Linked DNA regions of Mus musculus: all the other regions are linked to region 2. Evidence: chromatin contacts called from public Hi-C and promoter capture Hi-C data. All regions are on one chromosome and are shown on one strand. Each heading gives the region's core, a stretch centred on a gene start, on an enhancer-like site or on the middle of the called end of the contact. The rest is flanking DNA. Distances are from core to core; before and after follow the strand shown.

Region 1 (3,552 bases), core at 222-2,721, 500 kb before region 2:
GTCTCAGAGGTTAAGAGTGCTTGCAGCTCTTCCAGAGGATCATTTTGTTTGGTTCCCAAATTGATCAGCTCATAACTGCCTATAACTCTAGCTTTAAGGGGGATATTGCGCCCTCTTCTGGAGTCTGAGAGCACCTGCACTCACATGCACACACACACACACACACACACACACACACACACACAGGTTTAAAGATAAAAACAAATCTCTAAAAGTTGCATCCTCTAGTGCTCTTTCTAACAACTATAAATCTGCTGAATGGGACTTTTGAATATTTAGTAAGAAAGCTATGAGCCAACAGGGAAAGAGTTCACTTATTTGGTTCTATATTTGGAGACTGGCAACATGAGGACCATTTGCGTAGTTTCATTTTATTTATTTGTTATAAGCCAGGATGTCATGTAGCATAGGCTGGCCTCTGACTCACTATATAGCCTAGAGTGGCCTTGAACTCCTGATCTTCCTGCCCTACCTGTCAAGTTATTTATGCATATATGTGTGTATGTATGTATGTATGTATGTATGTATGTGTGTCTGTCTGTCTGTCTGTATGTGTGTATGTATGTGTGTATGTGTATATATGTGTGTGTGTATGTGTGTATGTATATGGATGTGTGTGTATATGTGTGTATATGTGTGTATGTATATGGATGTGTGTGTATATATGTGTGTGTATGTACGTATGTATGTATGTGTGTTGGTATGTATGTGTATATATGTATGTGTGTGTATGTATGTATGTGTATATGTGTATATATGTGTGTATGTATGTGTGTATATGTGTGTGTTTATGTATGTGTGTGTATATGTAAATAGGTTATAGATAGGTGCCGCAACCAGCTGCATTATTTTTAAACAAAGCCGCTGCACTCACTGTCTGAGAGGAAAAGGGGGACAGTACAGAAGGATAGCTCTCCCCAGTATACTCACCTCACTCACAAGCTTGCTCACACTCTGAGCTCGCTTAAGAACCAAGTTGTCCTGGGCTGCAAGGGAGTGAAAATGCGCTGCACCTTTCATCTTATGGAAGTCCTGCCGGTATTTTATCTGAAAGAAACACACAAGGGGGAATCTGGAGTTGTGGTTGCCACGTTAAGATTAACTCAGTAGGGCTCTCTAAAGGAAGGAAAGTTCCTATGGGCTTTAAAAAAAAAAAAAAAAAAAAAAAGGTCTTATTAAATTTAGAAAGCACTTGATTCTTTTTGTGCTAAAACTTTTCCTGGCTCTGTCCACACACTTCCCGATACTGCCTAGAGGAAGAAGACAGGTTCTTCAGGCCACCATGGCTAAGAGAATAAACTCCAACCACAATTTGCCCTAAATTTCAACACCATCTCTACAGTGTCTCAGAGGAAGGAGTAACGCCTTGCATTTCCCATCTCAGGGCAAAGGTGACGCTGTTCCAGGTACCCAGGCACTCACTGAACAGTGGCAGAAAGAATGAATGCTAGGGACCAAGTCCAAGCTGGCATGTTAAGAACTGCGGTGAGCACCACACTCTACCAAGTTTAATTATAGCCCGTCTCTCAAGGACCGATTGCCAGCTGCCTAATATTCTTTAAATAAACTTATCACTCACTGGGTCACGCCCAATTTGATAATACACGACTTCTTCAGTGAGCTTTCCCTTCAATCTCACACTGGCATTTTGGCAAGGCTCCCCTCATCCCCGCTGACCTGCTTGCACCAGCATTTGTACATTTTGAAAATGGCCTAAGTGAGCAGTAGACTTTGTCCAACTGCATTTCCATGCAAACAGATAACACAATCAAAGTCTATAAATAGATCAATAAGAGAGTCTGCGTTTGGACCAGAGGCTGGCCTCGAAGTCTGCTTTTGCTTGGCTCTAGGAGATGTGTGTCTGTGCTTGGCGTTCAGCAAGTGTGGCTGTCAGCATCCCATAATCCACACCTCAGTGGCTCTGCCAGCACTTACGTCACTAACAAGTTCATTGGCCTTCTTGGCGTTCTGATACGCTGGGGTGATCATGGCCGGGAAGCTGCCCTTTCCTCTGGGTTCATCACACTCTTCTGAGTAAACCTGGTGAGCCAATCAGAAACTTTGATCAGTAATGTGTCCCTCCTGGCACGGGTGGGGTCAGCAGTGATAACCCCAGAGACTGATCTCAGAAAAGCTCATCCAGAGATGTACATGTGGTGAATAAGATACTAGAGCTTGGAGCCTGGACCACTATATCATACATATGTGTATACATACATACATACATACATACATACACTATATTATAATACATTATTTCATACATACATGCATACACTGTATCATACACACATACTCTATATCATACATACATATACTATATCACATACATATGCATACAAAGATGCATACACTATAAAATACATGCACGCACACATAGATGAATATACTATATCATACATACATGCATACATACATATATATATACATACTCTATATCATACATACCTACACCATACCACATATACATGCGAACAGATGGAAACGTCCTCTTATTGGCCAAACCACCACATTAGCATAGGTTAATTTTTTCTTTTTTAAGGACTTGGGTTCTTCACCTAAGCAGATGAGCTGAGCTCTGTATATTGCCTGCACCAAGTCCAAACTCTGATCACATGTCCAACACTGTCACAGCTGTAGGGAACAAAGAGCTGGCCTTGGAGAAGACCAGCTCTGGGAAGTGTCATGTACCTGGCCACATCGGTCTACAGAGTCCTTTGTCATCCCACCCTCGGCTCCGACAGGACTAGCCATTCCCTTCATTTCTCTATGATATTGTTGATGGTACCTCACCTGTTTGGAGTAACAAAAAAACTCAGTGAGTCCCAATATAAGAACCACAAAAGGTAAAAAACAAAAAACAAAAACCAATGCTTTGTGGCATCTTCAGTCTCTGCTTAGGTCTAAGGAGAATGCCATAGACAGAAGTAGCACTGTCATGGGGAAAATGATTGACAACTATGAATAAAAGGTAGTTCTTGCCTCTTAGTAATATATAAAAGCAGACAGGAAGTTGGACCTCCCAAACCAGATTAACTTCTTGCTTCCTCCTTAACAAGACAACACAACCCAGGTACTTACATCACTCGCCAGCTCAGTGGCCCTTTTGGCTATCTGATAAGCTGGTGTGATCATAGCAGGAAAACTGCCTTTCCCTCTCTGCTGCCCACCGTCTTCTGTGTACCTCACCTGGAAAGTTAAAAAGAGAAAAACTGAATGACCTACTGCGGTTGTTCTGGGGGCTCTGAGCGGGAGTCCTCTGAGAACTCCGGAAGTCCTGCCTATCGCCTTGGACGGTTCTTAATGTATGGAACAGCTTACAGCTGGTGGGCCTCACTCATCTTAGCTGCCTGTTCGTACCCAGCATGATGCCTGGCTCCTGAAGACACACAGTGTGGGGTTTGGCCCATCCTTGTGTTGCACCTGGTGTGGGCCAGGGGTGGGGCTGGAACTGAAGAGCTGATGTCATGTTTGGGAGAGAAAGTGGGCGTGTCAGACACAGATCTCAGCCAGGGCAGGTGGAGACCACTTCTGAGCACAGAGCTGGGGCTG
Region 2 (3,467 bases), core at 639-3,138:
TTGCCATAGTAAGCCTAATTAGGCAGAAGGGCAGGGAGATGGTAAGCCACCACTGGAAGGGTAGGAGGCTGTCAAAGGTGCCTTCATAAGGGCTGCTGTCCATAACAGCATGGGCCACTCACCACAGGTACCACTGTTCAGTGTGTACACTGTTGCATTTTGAAGGCTTAGTACAGTATGCATTGATTGCATGTAGAAACACGTGGGGCATGTGGGTTAATTTTAAGATGACTTTGCCTGTTTTTGTCCTTTGTATACCCACTAAGACATTTGAAATTCCACATGTGCCTTTCATTTCTCTAAAATCTGCTGGTATGGAACTGAAGCCCTCTCACCCAGGAGGCAGGCTCCCCCACTGATCCCACACTTGCTGCCCTCAGTGCTACTTGGAAGCAATCCTGGGTTACTTTTTGGTGTTCCAGTTAATGGTATTGGGAGGGAGAACTGAGTGAAGAAAGAAACATATAATAACCTTTCCCCTCTCCAGTGAAGTTTGCAACATCAAAGCTGCCAGGTGCCAATTTCCCCGAAAGCTCTCAGACAGGACGAGTTGGAAACCATCCGAGAACTACAGAATGAAATGCAACAGAGAGATGTTAAATACAAAGAATGTGTAAAAATACAAAATGGAGTATTTACCTGGCAGGTTGGCATTTACAGGAATACTGGGGGAAAGCGCAAAAAATAGGGAACAGATGAGCTTCCTGGAAGACAGTTATGTTAAAAACAACAGACCTTGGTCAGGGAGATAGCCTAGCTGGCAAAGGCACTTACTTGCCCTCAAGATTGCCAATGTGATTTCAATCTTCAAAAACCATGTGGTGGAAGAAAAACAAAATGAACAAAAACCCAACAACAAAAAACAAAACTCCCCCCAGATCCTCCTATGTCTTCACATGTGATGATGCACCTGCACACACAAACACAAGTGTGAAAAATGGAATTCTTGTATATAACTTGTAGTCTAGGAAATTTACTAGTTTCCAAATGTAATTGGGCCGCCCCACCGAGATACCTGATTGGAGTGTTAAACTTAAGGCCTCAGCATTAAGCAGTAGCAAATGGTGTATATAGGTAGAGCAGAGTTACAACGGCCCAAACTGCAGATGTTCAACTCAGGTGTGGATGATCAAGCATCAATGGAAGAAACTAAGGTTTTGAAGGAGGAAATGAAAGCTTTTCCCCAGTGGTCTGCAGCTGAGTACCAGTGGCTTTTCTATTTGCTTTCTCTTGTTTTCTATTTTGTAAACTTTTCCAATGAGCACACAATATGTAGTTTTGATTAAGTATAAAAATGATTTGAGGGTTTATCTGCACGGAGCACCTGCCAGAAGGGACACCGTTGTTTGTTCTGTGACAAATACCTGGCACCCTCTAAGTTAAAAGGCGAATGCTGCCCAATAACCACTCACCTGCAAGAACTAACAGGCCGGTTGGCAAAAAGCAGAAGACAAATGGAAACGATGCCAAAGTCAACATTTCCTCAAGGGTGGAATCGATAAAACCTGCGGAGTAGCCAACACTCTCTGTGACCACAGCCGCACCGCTTGCAGCGGCCAGGTCGCTCGGAAGTGTTGATGATGCTGCGGTCCGTGGGTCGTGGGTCGCGGGTCGCCGGGCAGGGCGAGGGACGAGGCGGGCGCGGTTCCCTGGAGCAATAGTTGCGCCGCCCTCACGCCGAACGTCCGGATCCTCACAGGCTGCATCCGAGCGGCCCGTCCCGCCTCTGCTGGGAGAGACCAACAGGTGCCCCACGTGGCTGCGAGCCGCAGCGCCCCCCGAACGGAGCCCAGCCTACGCCGCGGGCAGAGCAGCTGTGCGCTCCGCGGGTGGGAGCCCACGCCTTCCAACAACTGGGGCGGGGCGGGGCGGAGGACTGGGCGCACCCTTGCCAGTGAGCGAGCGAGCGTGTGGAACCCCAGGCCTGAGCCCGCGCCCCTACCTGCCCAGCCAAGCCGAGTGCCGCCGGCTTTGTTCGCTTTGTCCTCGCGCACCTAAGCGGCCGGCCTGGAAGAACGCCATCCCGGAGAGCGCACGCGGCGTCGCACCAGGTAAGGGGTGCTGGCCTGGGAGGTGGGGGCCGGGGGACAGGCTGCGGATGGAGAAACGCGAGCGGCCTGGCGCCGTAGTGGGGACCCCTTCCCTGGCCACTGCAGAAGGGGCTGGAGTTTTGATAAAAAGCTTTGGGAACTTGCTCATCACTCCGTATTATGAGCACTCAGGTGCTACAGCATTTCAACCGGGTTTCCTAGACAGACAGCCTCGTCCTTTCAAATAAGTCACTTCCTGAAGAACTCGAGGGAAGTTCGCTGCTCTGAGAGCGAGACAGGGGTTCTGCTTTTCGCAGAACGCACGCCTGGGAGAGACATGCTTGCCTTCGGGCTCCCCGCAGCAAACATCACCTGGCTCGGCCCTGTTCTTTGCCCTTTTCCAGCTTGCCCAGGACCAGACGTCAGTGGCGGGCAGAGATAAAGTGGGAGGGGCTCAGCACATTGTGAATCCGTGATTTAAAAGTCTGAGCTCTAGACAGAGGCAAAGGAGCGGATGATGCTCTGCTGTGTTTGCTTACAGCGTTGCCTGCCGGCATCAGCCTGGACTTCTCAGTAAGGACCGCACTAGGGAAGGGAGGGGATGATTGTTAGTGGTATGGCATCCCACTATATGCTCCCTTGGTTAAATAAACGGAGAGCCCTCTGAATGCCTGTGGATTCAGTCCTAAAACTTCAAAGTCTCCTTTGCTCCGAAATGGTCTTATTGAGAAAGAAACGGAAAGCGTCTGGATGGTTAGCTCAAAGCTACCTTCCAGGGCATGGAATGTTCTAGACTTGATTCTGAGGCAAAGCCCAGGGATACAGAAGGACTCCTCCCTCTATCATCCCCAGTGTGCCTGAAAATCCATCAAGGAAGTATTTCTTGTCAAATCTGATTTGGGTCTACCCACCCAGAACTTAAAGACAAACCAATTCACCCCCACCTTCAGCAGACTATGGAACAAGCCAGCCAGAGGCCGGTGTTTCTGTGGTTGAATGGATGGGAAAACCCGAGGGCTAGCTTTATAGTTAATAGCCAAACTGAGCAGAGGTACAAAGACTTTGCATATACCTTCTGCCCCGCCCGCCCCAACCTGTTCTATTACCATCTCCCACTACATGGGATTTGTTAAAAGTGCTGAGCCTTCAAACTCCACAGTTGAGGACTCACACATTCTATACACTTGGACAAATGTTTACCACTGCCTGTTCATGTCACCGTTCCCTAGCCCCATGGCAAGGATTGATCTGTTCGGCTATCTCCATGGTTTGTTTCCTAGATGCCATATAGCTAAATCACACAGTCAATGATCTTTCAGACGCGCTTCTTCTGTTACAAGCGCATATCCAGTTCTCCACTCCTGGCTTTCTAAGGAGCTTCATGAGGAGGGCCTCCTTAGTTGGCAGTGTGGACTCTGGGGCCGAGCGCCTCGTGAC
Region 3 (3,368 bases), core at 852-3,351, 330 kb before region 2:
AAAAGCATGGCATCACTTCTGTTACTGGCACATTTCTGTGAGGCTGAGTCATCTCAGACTACCTTCTAGTTCCTCTTCTGGTATATTAACATGCATGATGAATACAACATATCCATATTTAGAAACCAAATGTATTTATAATTTTTTTTTATCTAATTCTAAAGTAGGATAACAAATAGGCCTGGTTTATTCAGCTTGTAGGAACACTCATCTATAAAGTGTTAATACCACTTAACTTATATAGTCCTTATAAGAGTTAAGTAGGAGAAAGCAGAGTGAAAGAAAGGTTCAGCGACATTTGTGGAAACTGAGAAGTTGAGATGATGGCTCAGTCGACAAAGTGCCTGCTGTGTCCACAAGGACCCGGGTTCCTATTACAAACCTGTACGTAAACAAGTCAGTCATGGTTGCAAGCGCCTATAGTCCCTGGGGGGACTGAGGGGACACTGGCAGGAGCCTTGATGGGTCTTTCCTTACCTGTGTCAGAGATAGGTGGAGAATCCAAACACTCAAACACATGCCACTGGGGCGTCTGACCCAGCAATGAGGAGAAGGGCATCTGGCAGCTTGGGCAGTATCCATCATAAACAGGGCGCACCTTCGGGGTCACTTGCTTCCCTCTGCGAGTTCTATGTTGCTTTTTCGGTGTTGTCTCTTTGTTTTGAGACTGCTGACTCTCATCTCTACAGCTCGAACTCTGACTGGAACCTGCAGAAATCTGACTGTCTGTTTCTGCAAGGCACACTTTGTGGTCCTTCGTCTTGCCTGGATTTTCTGAAGTCCTTTTTTCATTTCCTTTTGACTGGTGTTTTCCATCTGTTGATTTTTCAACAGATTCTGAAATATTTTCAGAACAATTATTTGGATGTACGGGTTTGGGCTTTCTTTTAGATTTATATTCCCAGATTTCTTCTTCCCAAAACGTGTCTTCTAACATGGCCAAATGATTTTTGTGAGTACAGCACCAGTCTTTGGTGAATTCAGAGTCCATTTCTTGTAACAAGTTTTTAATAGGAAAAAAAAAGTAGCCAAAAGCCAACTAACTTGGTTGGAACTGAAAGCTTTGGTGATATTGGCACACAACCCACTTAGTACCTGTGAACACCTGCTGTTCCATTTTATACCATAATAAAATTAAGAGAACTCACTACAGGGTAACATCTATACGGTTTTCTTTACATTGTGACACTATTTCATTCAGGTTTTTTTTTAACTTCTCAGAACTTGATTTATAAAAATAAGAATCAAGAATGTCTTGAATGTCAAGCACTGACGGTAAGTACCAGGCTCAATGACTTTAACTGAAAACAGTCTCCATATAATGGTTAGAAAGCTATTCTGGCTCTCGTTCATGTGGACAAGTGTCCATTTACAAGTCCAGTCACAGTCCCTAGTCTACTTAGTGTGAGACTAGTCCATAGACTAGACCATAATCAAAGAGGTGTTGGTTACAACCGACAGCTGCCCTTATTCGTGACTCATGGGTCCAACCAGTTTCAGCTTCCTGGGTCAGTCCATTTCTTCCTCCATCCTAGGATCAAACCCTGCACAGTGAACAAAGTTCAAACATGTGAGACTGTACTCCACACCATAGGGGCTGTCTGCCCTGAAATCAATCAGCCACTTCTGCAGACCTCCAGAGAGGTCAGGTACCAGAAAATTCCTACAGGCTCCCGCTCTTTGCCTTTGGATCTGGGGTGGGGGGAAGATCAATGAAGGAGCCCTACATTATTCCCAGGTTAAATAATGCCAACATCCCAATGAGCCCTTGTGCAGCTCGCCCCGTTCCTCCCGGTAGTCCCTCGTGGGCACACCTGGCCTGGCAGCAGGGGGACCCCGCTGCAGCTGCCTCCTCTCTGCGCCAGCTCGCGGGACATTCCATTCGCGCCCGCACTTTCAGCACACCCAGAGTCACAGGACACTTTTGTTGTTGTCAACACAAAACCACCGGCCTCACTGCCTACATTAAAAAAAAAAAAAAAAAAAAAAAAAAAAAAAAAAAGAGTCTCCTCCGAGGGTTGCTTTACCTTCTTTACCTTTCGAGTCTTTCTTGGCGGGAACGCTGTCCCACTGTCACTGCCGTGCCGAATCGGCTGATCTCAGTTTAAGAGTGGGACACACAAATGGGCAGGCTTTTCTTAAGTCGGCTCTTTTAAACGTGTACATGGTTATTTGAATTTTATTTGTCTTGGAATTCCCTGCCGGGCTTCAAAGGCAATGGGTTCCCAGCTCCTCTGGAGCGCGACCCTAGCAGCCTTCCCCGTGTCGAATCTGGCGCTCTGAACGTCCAGGCTTCGCGGCGGCCCGGAACCTGGAAGGGGCGGGGTGGGCAACTCTGGAGTTTAATTACGCGCCAGGGAAGCACGGCCCTTTGGACTTTGGCGTCCGGAGGAAGGCTTATTGGAGGCGGAAGCGTGTGTGGCGCAGGGCCGGGCTGGCCAGGCCCCGCTCTGAGTCAAGAGGGCGGCGCACGCTGGTCCGACCCGCGCCCTCGGCCCCGGAGCCCTCGGGAGCTCGCGCAACATGGCGGCTCCCGGAGCGCGCGGCGCGAGCCTCTCGGGCCTGCTGCCCGCGCAGACCTCGCTCGAGTACGCCCTGCTGGACGCCGTCACCCAGCAAGAGAAGGATGAGTTGGTCTACCAGTATCTGCAGAAGGTGGACGGCTGGGAGCAGGACCTAGCGGTGCCCGAGTTTCCGGAAGGTGAGGGGCTGGCGTCGGGGTGGGGGCCGCTCCCGGGTCCTCCCCTTCCTCGGTGGCTCCCTCCCGCCAGCAGATCGGTGCCCTGCGGTCCTCCCACAGCCCCCGAGGTGCTCCAGGGGAGCAGCGACACACGGAGGGGGTTCTGCTGGGCGGGGACCAGTGTTTGCATCTCTGTCTGGAATCCTGCGTGACCTGACGTCAGTAGCCTCAAGGCTCCATGGGTGTATATTGATCACTTTTTAATGTGCCACAGACGGTTTGAAGCACTTGAGAGCTCCTACTTACCTGGTACAACCCACCGAGACCCTCTTACTAGTCTTGTTTTACAGTTAAGGAAACTGAGGCACAGGGAAGGCTAGGAAACCTGCCCGTCTAATAACCACTAGAGTTGGACTACATTCTACAGGCATAGCATCTGATGGTTTTCTAGTCCAACCGCGTTTCCACGTTCAAAGTGGTGAACCTATTGATCTTTAAAATCTGGAATCAATTTTAGCTTAGTACTCAGGTTTGAATCCTAGTAGTGGGAACTGTTGGGACATAGGGAAACGATACTCCCGGTAGTACAGTTTAAACAAAACGCTCCCTTACCTTCTTTGGTTGGGAGTGTCATTGTTTAGCCTGCCGTGTTGGCATGTGTCCTGGCGTGTGACACTGAAACCACATG
Region 4 (3,375 bases), core at 708-3,207, 440 kb before region 2:
TTGAGGGCAGTGGGACTGCATGTGGGGAAAGCTAACAGGGCAGGAGCGGTATTATCTGTACAAATCAACGTGCCATTTCCCTGGGGAATGCACGCTGGGGCCGGGGCTTCCTGCCCAGAAATGGTTGGTACGGGCACTTGCTGTATTTCTGTAAGGCTTCGCTTTGTAATTCCACTCAATCCGGGTGCTTATCTTCTGATCAGCTGGCGCTGAGCTCCCTGTGTGCCAGGCAGGGCTCCTGGGCACAGCAGAGAACAGCACAAACAGGTTGTGTCCCAGTCTGTTCCATCTCTACTTTGATATGCTTTAGGCATGCCGAGGGACGGAGCTCGATGATGGAATCCAGGCTGACTCGGGGCCCATCAACGACATTGACGCTAATCCCCGCAACAAGATCCCGGTGGAAGCCGACTTCCTCTTTGCTTACTCCACGGTTCCAGGTACCCTGTCCACTGTCTGCTGACCTTACCAATCCATGCTCCTCCATCCACATGCAGGTGTGAGGGCTGTATTGGTCTCTTGTTGCTACAGTCATTAATTAATAGTTTTTAGCATCCCTAACATAAACCGTCTCGAGATTTGGAACTGAGTGTCAGTATCCCACGCAGAAGTTTGGATTCTGGAGTAGTTCAGATATCATGTTTCCTTGCCCCGCCAAGGGGACCTGGCTCAGTGGGCAAGCTACTTGCAGTACAAGCAATGAGGACCCAAGACCGAATCCCCAGCATCTATGTAAGAGCCAAACATAGCTCTGTGTGCCTGTAACCCTAGCACTGGGTGTTTAGATAAAGGAGAATCCTGGAGGCCCACTGGCCTGCCACCCTAGCTGGGTTGGCAAGCTCCAAATTCCGACAGACTGTGTCTCAAAAATTAAAGTGAAGATCAATTCAGGAAGACACCCGACATGGACACAGGTCCCTGCACCCAGTTGTGCACAAGCACATACACACGCATGCACGCACATGCAACACACGGAATGAAAGAAAACCACTGTCCAAGCAGTAAAGCCTATGTACTCGATCTGAGGTACTTGTACTCATGAGCAAGCGTTGGGGACAACAGATACCCAGTGCATCCTACAGACAGAGTGACACATGTCACATAAACATCATCTTGGTGGCCTAGAGGCCAGAATCCCAGAGGAAAGAGCAGGGTGGCCTCTCTGCTGGAAGCACATAGGGAAATTGGTTTCCTCTTTTTCCTAGCAATCTTAGACCTCCTAGATCCCTTGGCTTACGGCCCTTCCTCATTTAAAAACCCCTCCTCGATCTCTCGGTCTCTTCCCTGTCAACCTTGCAAACACAGTTCTCTCTCAGCCTGCTTCCCTTCCTCGGGCTTGGTCTGCCTGGTACTCCATAGCCATTTCCCATTTCCCCATCGGGAGTCTTATCATTTTACTGGCATCTGAAAAGTCCTTTTTGTCGTAGAGGGTAACCTGGTCACAGATTCCAGAGTTAGGTGTGTCCATCTTCGGGGACCACCACTCTTAACTCATTCCTCTCCCTGAGAAAACGGAATGCACCCCCCCCCAGCCTTTGTTGTACTAAGATTAATAATAATGGCAAGACTTTCACAATAAGCAATAATTATGCATGTAACTATAAAAATTATGTCATTTTAGGTCATTTTAAATCTTCGTGCCATCATCCTTATAATAATTCTGTAGGTGATGGAGAAAACCATTGTTGCTTTTGCAGTTGAAAAATTAATTGATTAATTGATTGATTAATTAATTAATTAGGTAAGCTTTAGAAATGTGTTAAGGGTCAGGTTTCAGTGCTCAGACTCTGCATTGCATCACAAACCAGGATCCTTTAGGCTGGGACCATGGCAGGTACCATGCAATGCCAGGAACGAGTGTGGTTTCTTATTATTTACCAAGCCCTGGGTTTGCCCTGGGTTTGTCTGTTCGGTACAAGCCTTCCCTTTGTGAGACATAGACCCCTTGTTGAGTGAGAATTCCCCCAGCTGTAGGACTTTCGCAAAGGCTTGGTGCAGGCAGAGGTATTAGTTTCAGTAAATGAGTCAGTACATCTGGGGAAAACAGAACAAAACCAGCTCTGGCAGGCTCTACAGATGGGTTCTGTGAGTATGCTAAAGTCACACTTTTAAGCACTGTAAAGGGTAGAAAGTACATTGGTCTTCTGCTCTTGGGAGCTTGGCAGTGCAAAAATTGGCAGACATCAGTGTGAGTAAACCCAGTATGGAGCTGTCGCTGCTCAGAGAAGGTCTGCAGGAACTCAGGGAGGAAGGCAAACTCCTCTGCAGGGGCCAATAAGAAAGCTTTCTTTAAAAGTTACTGCCATGACTGCTGAATTCAGCCATCAGCCTGGACTAGGTCTAATGCCCAGTACATTTGCTGGGCCAGACGGAGTGGATCACAGATGCGGCAGTTGTCTTGAGTCAACAGACATCGTTTCTGGGCCAACTGGTCTCAGAAGAGGACTCTCTTCCTGCTTCATAAATGGCTGCCTTCTTCCTCTGTCCTCACATGGCAGAGAAAACACAGGAAAAAAAACAAAACAAAACAAAACAAAACGGAAGAGTTCTGACATATCTTCTCATAAAGACACTAATCCTACAACGTCAGGGACCCACCACCCCTCTGACCTCACTAACTTAACTCCTTGAAGGTCATACTGGAGACTAGGACTTCAACATGTAAACATGAGGATGGGGGTGGGGCATTGTTCAGTCTACAGTCTACAGAGGAACCTCTTATCGTGTGTGGACTGTGCGTGCTGCCAAACAGCCTGAAGTTTGCCCTGATAAAGAAATACGAGGAAAATGTTTCCGGGTGAGGAGTCACAGGATGGTTATCTTCACTGTTCAGATGGCTACCTCGGGGACCTCTAGAGGGGAGATGGTAGTGCATTTGTTTGTATGCACATCCATACGTATCCATATGCACAACCAACCAGGCCACTGGGTTGAATGACACCCTGTCTACAGACAAGTGCATGGTTGTGTGACTGACTACCCATCAGCCCCTGGCTTGGGCTGGTGGCTGCTAGTGTGTGCACTGCAGACAAGAATTCTAAGGGCACTATAGCCTACTGTGTGCCACTGCTGGCTGAACTCTTGTGACATAACTAGGTGGTAAGGCTGCCCGTGACACTGGTCCGGTTCTCACCCTCCTGGGTCTGGACCTCTCGGCAGAATGAAGCCACTGTGCAGATTATCATGTGAACGGAATTCAGCTTTGTGTTGGTTCTTGCTGCCGCTGAATGGAGAGCCCTGCACTCTCCTCTCTCCCTGGGTGCTGTGGCCCAAGGTCTTCAGCTTTGCTGCTTAGTCCAAGACATCAGACAGCACAATCACAAACAAAGGCTTTCCTTCCACCAAGATGTCTGTCTATCCCAAGACAGTGAATGA

Evidence for each region. Promoter capture Hi-C pulls out the DNA fragments that hold promoters and counts their contacts. Hi-C and Micro-C count contacts between places; a contact is called where the count stands out from the background.
Region 1: a Hi-C map of liver shows a contact between it and region 2, with 2.0 times the contacts expected there. The contact joins the enhancer-like site here to the promoter of Vwa2 in region 2. A contact is called at or near these places in 9 of 39 promoter capture datasets (the 3T3-L1 cell line, the C10 cell line, cranial neural crest and 3 more), 1 of 484 Hi-C or Micro-C datasets (liver), 2 of 115 datasets of contacts at active chromatin or transcription factors (embryonic forebrain and embryonic stem cells) and 2 of 9 other capture datasets (embryonic stem cells and macrophages).
Region 3: a promoter capture Hi-C map of liver shows a contact between it and region 2. The contact joins the promoter of Nhlrc2 here to the promoter of Vwa2 in region 2. A contact is called at or near these places in 8 of 39 promoter capture datasets (cranial neural crest, embryonic stem cells, frontonasal cranial neural crest and 4 more), 1 of 15 datasets of contacts at CTCF or cohesin (the NIH/3T3 cell line), 7 of 115 datasets of contacts at active chromatin or transcription factors (the NIH/3T3 cell line, craniofacial prominence, embryonic limb bud and 2 more) and 2 of 9 other capture datasets (adipose tissue and pancreatic islet).
Region 4: a promoter capture Hi-C map of cranial neural crest shows a contact between it and region 2. The contact joins the enhancer-like site here to the promoter of Vwa2 in region 2. A contact is called at or near these places in 13 of 39 promoter capture datasets (the 3T3-L1 cell line, HPC-7-derived erythroid cells, cranial neural crest and 9 more), 1 of 15 datasets of contacts at CTCF or cohesin (the NIH/3T3 cell line), 2 of 115 datasets of contacts at active chromatin or transcription factors (embryonic basal ganglia and embryonic stem cells) and 3 of 9 other capture datasets (adipose tissue, embryonic stem cells and macrophages).

The regions. Positions count from the first base shown.
Region 1 is chr19:56,377,125-56,380,676 of GRCm38.p6, forward strand. Nrap (nebulin-related anchoring protein) reads right to left here. Exons shown (of 42, transcript NM_008733.4): 8 at 3,082-3,189; 9 at 2,692-2,793; 10 at 1,936-2,040; 11 at 931-1,047. Among named protein-coding and RNA genes, the nearest start is that of Nrap, 11 kb to the right of the region's middle. Within about 2 kb of position 1,472, at least 10 of the 459 cell types and tissues checked have an H3K27ac peak or open chromatin away from gene starts, as enhancers often do. A contact at or near this core is called in liver, where this site is marked.
Region 2 is chr19:56,872,528-56,875,994 of GRCm38.p6, forward strand. It overlaps Vwa2 (von Willebrand factor A domain containing 2), which reads left to right and starts at 1,889. Exons shown (of 14, transcript NM_172840.2): 1 at 1,889-2,051.
Region 3 is chr19:56,546,160-56,549,527 of GRCm38.p6, forward strand. It overlaps Nhlrc2 (NHL repeat containing 2), which reads left to right and starts at 2,102. Exons shown (of 11, transcript NM_025811.3): 1 at 2,102-2,701. The coding sequence starts at 2,524. Dclre1a (DNA cross-link repair 1A) reads right to left here and starts at 1,963. Exons shown (of 10, transcript NM_001360437.1): 1 at 1,815-1,963; 2 at 478-1,544. The coding sequence starts at 991.
Region 4 is chr19:56,436,409-56,439,783 of GRCm38.p6, forward strand. It overlaps Casp7 (caspase 7), which reads left to right. Exons shown (of 7, transcript NM_007611.2): 6 at 311-440. Among named protein-coding and RNA genes, the nearest start is that of Gm46657, 17 kb to the right of the region's middle. Within about 2 kb of position 1,958, at least 29 of the 459 cell types and tissues checked have an H3K27ac peak or open chromatin away from gene starts, as enhancers often do.